Linked DNA regions of Hordeum vulgare: region 2 is linked to region 1. A link is a contact called in public Hi-C data. All regions are on one chromosome and are shown on one strand. The core of a region is the stretch at or near the end of the contact, and the rest is flanking DNA. Distances in the headings are between cores, read along the strand shown.

Region 1 (4,848 bases), core at 955-3,454:
CGGCGCCTCTCACGACCATCTACGGCAGGAAGAAACCTCGGCGGGGGACGCGGGGAACCCAGGGGTTCCGTTTTCGCACTAAGCACGGGAAAAGGTGCCCGCTTGGCACCATGTCACTGCACCGGAGCTGCTGCTGCACTGACGCCGTGGTCTAGCGTCTACTCCGACAAGGCGTCGGCCGCTCCTATCCTACGCACGCTACGCCGAGAGGGGGAGCGAAAAAGGCACTACAGCTCACCTCGGCTCACCTACGGGAACGAACGGAGAGGAAGGAGGGGAGCGAGCCGATGCAGAGGAGGTGGCCGGTCGGGGAAGAAGAGGACGTCGAGGACGTCGAGGATGTCGAGGAGGAAGCCGTCGGGTGGCTGCGGGAACGTGACCTCCTCGGCCACCGCGTCCTCCTGGTACTGCTGACGGGGCGAGAAGTCGACTCCTGCTGCCGCTACGAGCTCATCGAGCTCCTCTCATGGCGGCCTTCGGGGTCCTGCCTTGACGGCACGAGGGACGAGGGGAGGGGAAAACGGCGCCCTAGGGTTGCGGGGAGGAGGGCCGGTCGCTTAAGTATCCTCGGGAGGCACACTTGGAGCCACCAGATCGATGGGAAGGGAGATCAGTGGTGGAGCGTTGATCGTACGTGCATGACGTCGGGGAAGAAGAAGATGCGCCGCTAGCTGGGCTGCTACAACGAAGAGTTACGGGCCAGGGAGAGGAGTTGCAGCGAGAGAAAGAGAGGGAATGGGCCGCCAGGGAGAGGGAGCCCACCTTAGGCGCCACATAAGGAAGAAAAGAAAAACATCCTAAGCTTATTCCTATTTACAGAAATAACAGGGAGAAAAGAAAAGCCCAAGATAAACTACAAGTGCTAAAATAGAAATGACACTTGCATTGGACATGTAAAATCTAAACCTAATTAATAAAAATAGAAACAAGAGTTTAGGAGCACGTAAATATTTTACAAAACAGAATTTACTTGGTCTGTTTTGTAATTATATGCCCCTCAAAACATGTTTTAAAAATAGCAAACCCACCACTCCATATCCCACACATAACCTGCTAAACCATGGGCATTTTTAAAAGAGGGAAGGGAGAAGGGAATCTAGACATAGGAGAATTAGAGAGGAGGGGTGGAGATGGTTTTGAAACCTAAGCACTTACTATCACATGCACCACTCCACTCAAGCCACACAAGCATGAAATCACAAGATCACATAAATCACACCTAGCAAGATCACATGCAATCATATCAAGACATAGCATCATAAGGTATGGCAAGGATGGTATGACATGGATGCATGCATGCAAAAGAAGAACACAAGGTGACACATGAAATCATACATGCATAGATAACCCTCATGACAAAGTCAAGGTGGTCCCACATGGAAGGTTACAAAAAGGGAAAATCTTACACTTGGGGCACTACACCTTAACAAGAAAACAGGCTCATTTCACCAAGGCACAAGAGGCAGCCCGCAAAGATATTGAGAGAGCTTTCGGTGTTTTGCAAGCAAGGTTTGCCATAGTTCGGGGTCCAGCTCGGTTTTGGAACAAAAAAACCTTGATGAACATCATGAAATGTTGTGTGATTCTACACAACATGATCCTAGAGGATGAGAGAGGGTTAAACCTGCCTTGTTTCTATGACAATGTTGATACCCGTGTGCAACCGGAAAGAAATCCTTCTCGCATACAAGCTTTTCTTCAAGCACATCGTGAGATTGAGGATGGAACCACTCATGGTCGGCTCCGGGATGATCTAGTAGAGCACCACTGCATTTGGATGAACGGCGCATTGGCCCATGATGTATTTTTGTTTTACTTTTCTATGTCCTATTTGATTCGAACAATTGTTGTAATTTGCTCAAACATTGTTGTAATGATTTGAATGATTATTGTTTTATTCGGTGGTGTAATAATAACTAGAATGATTATTGTTTTATGTCAAATGTGATTGAATTTGTGATATGTCATATGATGAAATGTGTGATATATGAAATGACAGTTTTAAGGGTTGGGGTTGGGGCAAAGACTAGAACCCTCAAACCCAACCCTTATAACGGAATGGGTTTGAGGATTCTAGTCTTTGCCTCTGTTTTTAACCCTTAAAAGTGTTACAAATTATCAATTCTCAACCCTTAAAACTGTTTTAGATTTAAGGATTTAAGGGTTCTACTAGAGATGCTCTAACCCTAGGATCCAAACAGGTCCATAATACCTCACTCTCAGTGTGTACCAGTTGAGTTCATCTCCGCCCACTTGTTCCTCACAGATAAGCACAGAAGGCGAAGAGAGCGGCGGGTGGTTGGCGGGCCGATGGCTGCGGCGGAGACGTCGGGATCGAGCCAGCCGGGCGCTCCAGGACGGTGGTCTCTTCACGGCAAAACGGCTCTCGTCACCGGAGGCACCCGCGGGATCGGGTACCCCTCGGACACCTCTCTCTCTTCACCAGCAGCGCCCCAAACCCCGAGAGTTTCCCTCGATGGCCGGCCTGAATAGCCCGTGTGATGCGCAGGCGTGCGGTGGTGGAGGAGCTTGCCGCGCTGGGGGCGGCCGTGCACACCTGCTCCCGGAAGGAGGCGGAGCTTGGCGAGCGCCTCAAGGAGTGGGAGGCCAGGGGCTTCCGCGTCACAACCTCCGTCTGCGACCTCTCCGTCCGGGAGCAGCGGGAGCGCCTGATTGGCGAGGTCGCCGAACGCTTCGGAGGCAAGCTCAACATCCTCGTGAGTTGGAACCAGATCGCATGTTCATTTCTCTTCTTTCTTGTTCCTACGATCCTATCCATTCGTCAGAAATGCAGTATTATCGTCTTTTACTTCTCTGGGAATACCAGCCTGCTGTGAGTTGCAGTCAAGCACACACGCGTAGTTGAAACTTGAAACTCACCCCCTAAATGCCCATGTACTTCCCCATCCTACAAATGAAACAGTATATAATATGGAGATAAATGAAGCACGGAACATGGAAAATCAAACACGGAGCCCTTCGGAAAGTCAAGTAGTACTACATCCACTGGTCCGTGCAATCATCGCCGGATGTAGCTTGCGAACTACTTTCTCCGTCCCTAAGCATAAGTCTTTTTAGAGATTGCACTATGGACTATATACGGAGCAAAGTGAGTGAATCTACACTCTAAAGTATGTCTATATACATCTGTATGTAGTTTATAGTAAAATCTCTAGAAAGACTTATATTTAGGAACGGAGGGAGTACAAAGGCTCTCACCTGTCCGCCTCTCGCTATCAATCATGTCCATGTGTTTATTTACGGAGCCTTCTTCACTTTCAACATCATGTGTTTGAGTTGATGCGTCTTTTCTCTCAGGTAAGCATATATAACATGTTGATTTCACGAAAACACACTGCAGACAGACATTCCCAATGAAATGATATTTCATATCTTAATAATGCTGCATAAAACAGTCGAATTCAAGATCTGAAAATTTGTAAACACAAGGTTGAATGAGATGTGTTGATGGCTGTACTATTATTACGACAGATGCAAAACCTGATGTTAGACTTTTGGTGCGTTGGTGAAGTTTGTTAAATCTAATAGATCAATATTTTCCTTTGATGGTCCGAATAGACGGATCTTGATAAACCTTGGATGGGCAACACTGTCCCGTGCAACAATGTCGATCGGGCCCTCTTCAGTGCCACGGCTTTGGTAACCATGGGAGACGACCAGACAGCCAAGTTCTTTTAATCTAGATGGCTTCATGGGAAGGTGGCGGTGGAGATTGTGCCATTGCTAGTAGTGGGGTGAGATTCAGGAATAGCAAGGTTCACTGTGCTCTTGACAGAAACAAGTGGATTGAACCTATGCAGGGTGGAAACTAAATCAGCTGAGTATGCGTGATGGATTGTAGCTTCTCCAAGCAGGTGTCAAAGAAGGTGGTGACCTGGTCCAATCTTGAGCAGCTGACCCAAGACAGCTACCATCCAGGGCAGGTTAGCTGACTGGTGGAGCAGCGGCCCAAAGTTTATCCAGATAGACATCATTTCTTAGATGGAGTGGTCTCATTTTCGGTGTTTGAGCAGTGAATGCGTGAGCACTTATCTTCCAGCATGTTGCTTCTGATGATAATGGCTGGTGTTTAGGTTCTTTACCTTCCAGCGTGTTGTTTCTGATGATAATGTATGGCGTTTAGGTCATTTGCTTCTCTAGTTGACCAAAATGGTTTAGTTGCTTGTTACATATGTGCATTCTAAAAATGAACCGTTCTTATTGAATGGGCAGTGCTCCTGTTGTCCATTCAGGGAAAAAAGATTTTCCTTGGAGATCTGCATTTTATTCAAATACAGGTCATTCCACCAAAATCTGGGTTTTGTCAGAGTACAGGACTGCAGGGTGATCCTTCAAGATGAACTGGTTGTTGGATCTCCATTTTAGTTCCCACTGTGTTTTTTAGTGTTGATTCCATAACCTGAATGCTTGTGCTGATTTGTGCTGTCTTCTTTCACTTAGTCTTTAAGGTAAACAACGGAGCACCGAACATAATGAAACTAACTACTGAATCTCCTGTAGAAGCTTAGTCAAATGTTTACTCACTTTGATGGCCACTTACCTTGAGTCTGCGTATCGATTGTGCCAATTTGCTCTGACTTTCTTCATTTTCTCTTGAAGGTAAATAATGTGGGGACAAACATAAGGAAACCAACTACTGAATTTTCTGCTGAAGATTACTCTTTTTTGATGGCCACTAACCTTGAATCTGCATATCATCTGTGCCAACTTGCACATCCTCTTCTAAAAGCATCTGGTTTGGGCAGCATTGTTTTTGTATCATCTGTCTGTGGATTAGTAGCCGTATTTAGCGGCTCTATATATGCTATGACCAAAGGTAATTATTGT
Region 2 (4,623 bases), core at 1,492-3,991, 910 kb after region 1:
TAGAGGGAGAGGGAAACTATCTAACGACTTAGTACTTGCCACCATGCATCTACGAAAGGGGCAGCATAAATTGAGTTAGTGTTAGTAATATTCTTTATATTTTATCGCACGGTAGACTAGTCTAACTATGTTCATATGCAGTTTTCGACAGAGAAAAGAAGCATTCTACCTGTTGGGGATATAACCGAGACGATATCTGATGAAAACGCAGATATTGCAGTTCTAGAAGAGCCAGAACATCTTACCTGGTACCATCATGGCCGGAGGTGGAAAAACAAATTCCGTAAAGTTATAGGTGTTGTTCACACCAACTATCTGGAATACGTGAAGAGGGAGAGAAATGGGTACATTCACGCATTTCTCTTAAAACATATCAATTCTTGGGTCACCGACATCTACTGCCATAAGGTTAGCAGTTTTATTTTCTATTCTGTTTACCGTCACCTCATTGTATTTCAAGCATTTCATTAAGTATTAACATCCAGTTGGTTTTATGAAACCTCTCAGTAAGCTGAATATCTTTATAGATGATTTCATGGATACATAGTCGCCAATTTAACATCGATAGCATACATGTAATTACCATATTTGTATAGCATTCAGACAAAGCTGGTCCATATTTTTTGGCAGTTATTGTCTACCTAGGGCTGCCCCACTTGTTATCTGCACCGTAAACCATTATGGCAACTGCATAATGCACTGCTGTAATGCATTCATGATTGGTCAATAAATTCATATATGTATTGGTACAAGAACATCATTCCATCCATGATTTGGTATGCAAACATGTGCTCCATTTTCTCTTCTTGAGGACAATAGTTTCTTTGTCTATTTTTTAATATTTTGTTATGTGCAGTTTCTGACCTTTTGTTGCCTGTGATGTTTATCTAGGTTATAAGATTATCGGGAGCAACTCAGGAAGTCCCGAGATCTGTAATTTGTAATGTTCATGGAGTAAACCCGAAATTTATTGAAATTGGCAAATTAAAGCATCAACAAATATCTCAAAGAGAGCAATCATTCTTCAAGGGTGCATATTATATTGGAAAGATGGTCTGGAGTAAAGGCTACACAGAGCTGCTCCACCTGCTTCAGAAGCACCAAAAGGAATTGTCTGGTCTCAAGATGGAGCTGTATGGCAGTGGAGAAGATTCAGATGAAGTTAAAGCATCAGCTGAGAAACTCAATCTGGACGTTAGAGTCTATCCTGGTCGCGACCATGCAGATTCAATATTTCACGAGTGAGATCCTGTGTTTTCCCTATTCCTTAATTTATCTTTTTTCCTGTGCACCAAAGGGGCCACACAAGCGTTTTGGTAGCTACTAGTGCTAGTTCGAGCTATTCATTTCATGACAAGTGCTTTATGTCATCAATTTATTTCTAATCCAGCTGAGTTATATTCTATTGTTTGTTTCAGCTACAAGGTTTTCATAAACCCAAGCACAACAGATGTAGTGTGCACCACAACTGCAGAAGCCTTGGCGATGGGGAAGATTGTGATCTGCGCAAACCATCCTTCGAACGAGTTTTTCAAAAGATTTCCCAACTGCCACATGTACAGCATGGAGAAAGAGTTTGTGAGGCTAACCATGAAAGCACTGACAGAAGAGCCGATCCCACTGACAGAGGAACTGAGGCATGAGCTTTCCTGGGAGGCGGCGACAGAGAGGTTTGTCAGGGTTGCGGATATCGCACCAGCCACGCCCGCCAAGCAGCACCCTTCCTCGTCGCAGCGTTTCATGTACATCAACCCGGATGAGCTGAAGAAGAACATGGAAGAGGCGTCGGCATTCTTTCACAACACCATCTCCGGGTTTGAAGCCGCCCGCTGCGTGTTTGGCGCGATACCGAACAGCCTGCAGCCCGATGAACAGCAGTGCAAGGAGCTCGGGTGGAGACCCCAGGGGCTATAGCCTTTCCACCTCCATGCCGTTGCCGTCGATCATACGAGTTTACAACTAATTGCAGTTCAGTTGGGGGGCTCAGGGAACTAACTCTGAAACGGAGACATCTGTGCTCTGAAAAGGATTGCCGTTTGACTTTTGACAGGCCCTTGCTTTGCTTTTCCGGTGTGATGAAACTGCAGTTTTCCTTGGTGGCGTCCATCAGGTTCCTCTAATGCATCATATCCGTGTCTGGCGATTGTGAAGTCTAACAGCAGGTGAGGAGTGCTCCTGTAAATTTGCAAAGTTGAAGTCACTTCCTCATGTGGCATGTATGCTCTGTAACATGCGTGACAAGTACTGCCGTGTAAAGCCCGCTTGTGTTCCGCAACAATTCCATGTGCTGCCGCTCTTCGCCCATCTGAAAAAGTCTTGTATGTATATATTGGCATATTGCTTCGTTCTTGTGTGCCACTTGTTAAAACCTGGAGTGTGCTTTTGGTCGGGTGGCCTACGTGCCGACTGCCGAGCAGCAGCAGCGGGAGCGAGCACCAACCAGCAAGCGATGACGTGAGGCGTCGTGTTTCCTTCTGGTAGCAATTGACCCCCGCTCGACGCATCATCCGTCCTATACACATATCTCCGTCCACCTCACACGACGATTCCGACCAAATTCATAGTCAAGACAAACACACGCACTAAAACGCGTCTACACACATCTGATTATATTTTTATACAGTAATAAAACATCTAATAATTCGAAATAGAGGGTTTACTTTTTTTATATATAGAGAAAATAAACAAAATAGTATAGCAGCATGAATACATGATTGATGACGCAGAAGCGGATATATGATATTCCGGCAGCAGGGAGAGGGAGAGGGGAGGGAGGGAGAATCTTGCAAAAGACTGGGGAATCTGGCGAGGGCAGCGGATAGGGATAACCATCGAAACCACGCACGCCGCCGAGTGAACAAGTCCTTCTCATTTTCTTTTTCCTCTTCTCTGCTCCGTCTTCACGTTGTTGTTCCGCAGCAACACCAACGCCTACACGGTTGCTTCCCTTCTCCCCCAGCGCCGGAATCTCGAGTCCCTCCTCTCCTCCCCCAGCGCCGGGCGGGTAAATCGCGACGGCGCCCTAGAGCCCCCGAGCAGGCGGGGGATGGAGGACCGCGGCGGCGGGGGCGGGGGCGGGCGGCGGGTGGGGGAGTACGTGCTGCTGCGCCCGATCGGGTCGGGAGCCTACTCGCAGGTCTGGCTCGGGAAGCACGTCGCGCGGGGCACCGAGGTGGCCGTCAAGGAGATCGCCATGGACCGCCTCAGCGCCAAGCTCCGCGACAGCCTCCTCTCCGAGGTCGACATCCTTCGCCGCATCACGCACCCCAACATCATCGCGCTCCACGACTCCATTAGGGTAGGGTACCTCTCTCTCTCTCTCTCTCTCTCTTGCGCAATTGCTTTCGATCTGTTACTTTTGTTTACTTGTTTATGCCGATGTCTGCTGTGCATTATTAGCCTGATATATGCTAGAATTGGGACCCGCTGATGGCGATCTCTAGTTCGATTTGGTTTGGAATGCTCGCTTGGTAGACAACCCAAGCAAAGGATACGTTGGAACTTGATGTCTCCACCCTCCTCCTAGTCCTATCCACATAGATTCAGGGAAAAAATTGAAGAATTGAGCAAAATTTAATTTTTATCCTCAGTAGTAGATTCCAGAAGAATAACTGTTTTTCCTTATTGACAATGAAGTGATATATGTCGTGTGTATGTCTTTTAGGATGGTGGGAGGATATATCTCATATTGGAGTATTGTCGAGGTGGTGACTTGTACGCATATCTTCTACGGCATAAAAGGGTTCCTGAAACTGTTGCTAAGCATTTCATTCGGCAGCTAGGCAAGTATCTTCCGCCATCTACCGTTCCTTCCCATGCTTGATTCATGTCATGTGCCTTGTTCATAAATCTTTTGTTTCTGCAGCATGTGGTCTGCAGAAACTTCGTGAAAGTAATGTGGTTCATCGGGATCTTAAACCACAGGTCAGTTATCGCTGTCAACTGTTGGTTTACATTTCTCTGTGTATTTCCTGATCAAGAGTCTCACAAAAGAAATGCTATCTCTCAATATAGTTGCTTGATAATTTTATCAAACCATTGAATTATGATTTTTTATGCTTGTCCAAACAGAACATTCTTCTTGTTTCAAATAATGGAACTTCCATCTTAAAGATTGCTGACTTCGGGTTTGCAAAGTGAGTTACTCCTGTTCTGTTTCATTCATTTTTGGAGATAGAACATTAGTTGCTACTTTCCTCACATGACCTTGATTTAGTGAACTGAATCACAAATCCCTGCTTTTAATCTTTGTTCTAGTGGATGTCATGTAACATAGTGTTAGAGCATCACTAGTAGTACCCTCAAACCCTCAAACAAGTTTTAAGGGTTGAGAATTTGCATTTTTTGGCACTTTTAAGGGTTGAAAAACAGGGGCAAAGACTAGAACCCTCAAACCCAACCCTTATAACAAAAACAGGGGCAAAAACAGGAGAGCTCGGGGCGGCGCGGCTGCCTCTGGCCCGTCTCGCCTCTAGCGCGGCGGCGAGGAGAGCTCGAGGAGGCCTGGGGCCGGCCTGCCTCTGGCTGCGGGAGGCGGCGGGCGGATGGGGGGCGGGGCGCGGCAGGCGGCCTGGTGCGGGGGCGGCGGCTGGGGGAGGTCGAGGGGGCGGGGCGCGGCGGCGG

What was found. A called contact is a pair of places that touch in the nucleus more often than the background predicts.
Region 2: a contact with region 1 is called in a Hi-C map of seedling, with 4 times the contacts expected there. The contact joins the promoter of LOC123449047 here to the promoter of LOC123449041 in region 1. A contact is called at or near these places in 2 of 6 Hi-C or Micro-C datasets (leaf and seedling).

What each region holds. Positions count from the first base shown.
Region 1 is chr4H:481,336,364-481,341,211 of MorexV3_pseudomolecules_assembly, forward strand. LOC123449041 (tropinone reductase homolog At5g06060-like) reads left to right here and starts at 2,205. Exons shown (of 5, transcript XM_045126110.1): 1 at 2,205-2,414; 2 at 2,510-2,717; 3 at 4,621-4,837. The coding sequence starts at 2,311.
Region 2 is chr4H:482,248,313-482,252,935 of MorexV3_pseudomolecules_assembly, forward strand. It overlaps LOC123449047 (serine/threonine-protein kinase ATG1c-like), which reads left to right and starts at 2,742. Exons shown (of 13, transcript XM_045126117.1): 1 at 2,742-3,298; 2 at 3,665-3,782; 3 at 3,866-3,924; 4 at 4,072-4,136. The coding sequence starts at 3,047. It overlaps LOC123449044 (digalactosyldiacylglycerol synthase 2, chloroplastic-like), which reads left to right. Exons shown (of 5, transcript XM_045126114.1): 3 at 142-408; 4 at 892-1,241; 5 at 1,419-2,344. The coding sequence ends at 1,914.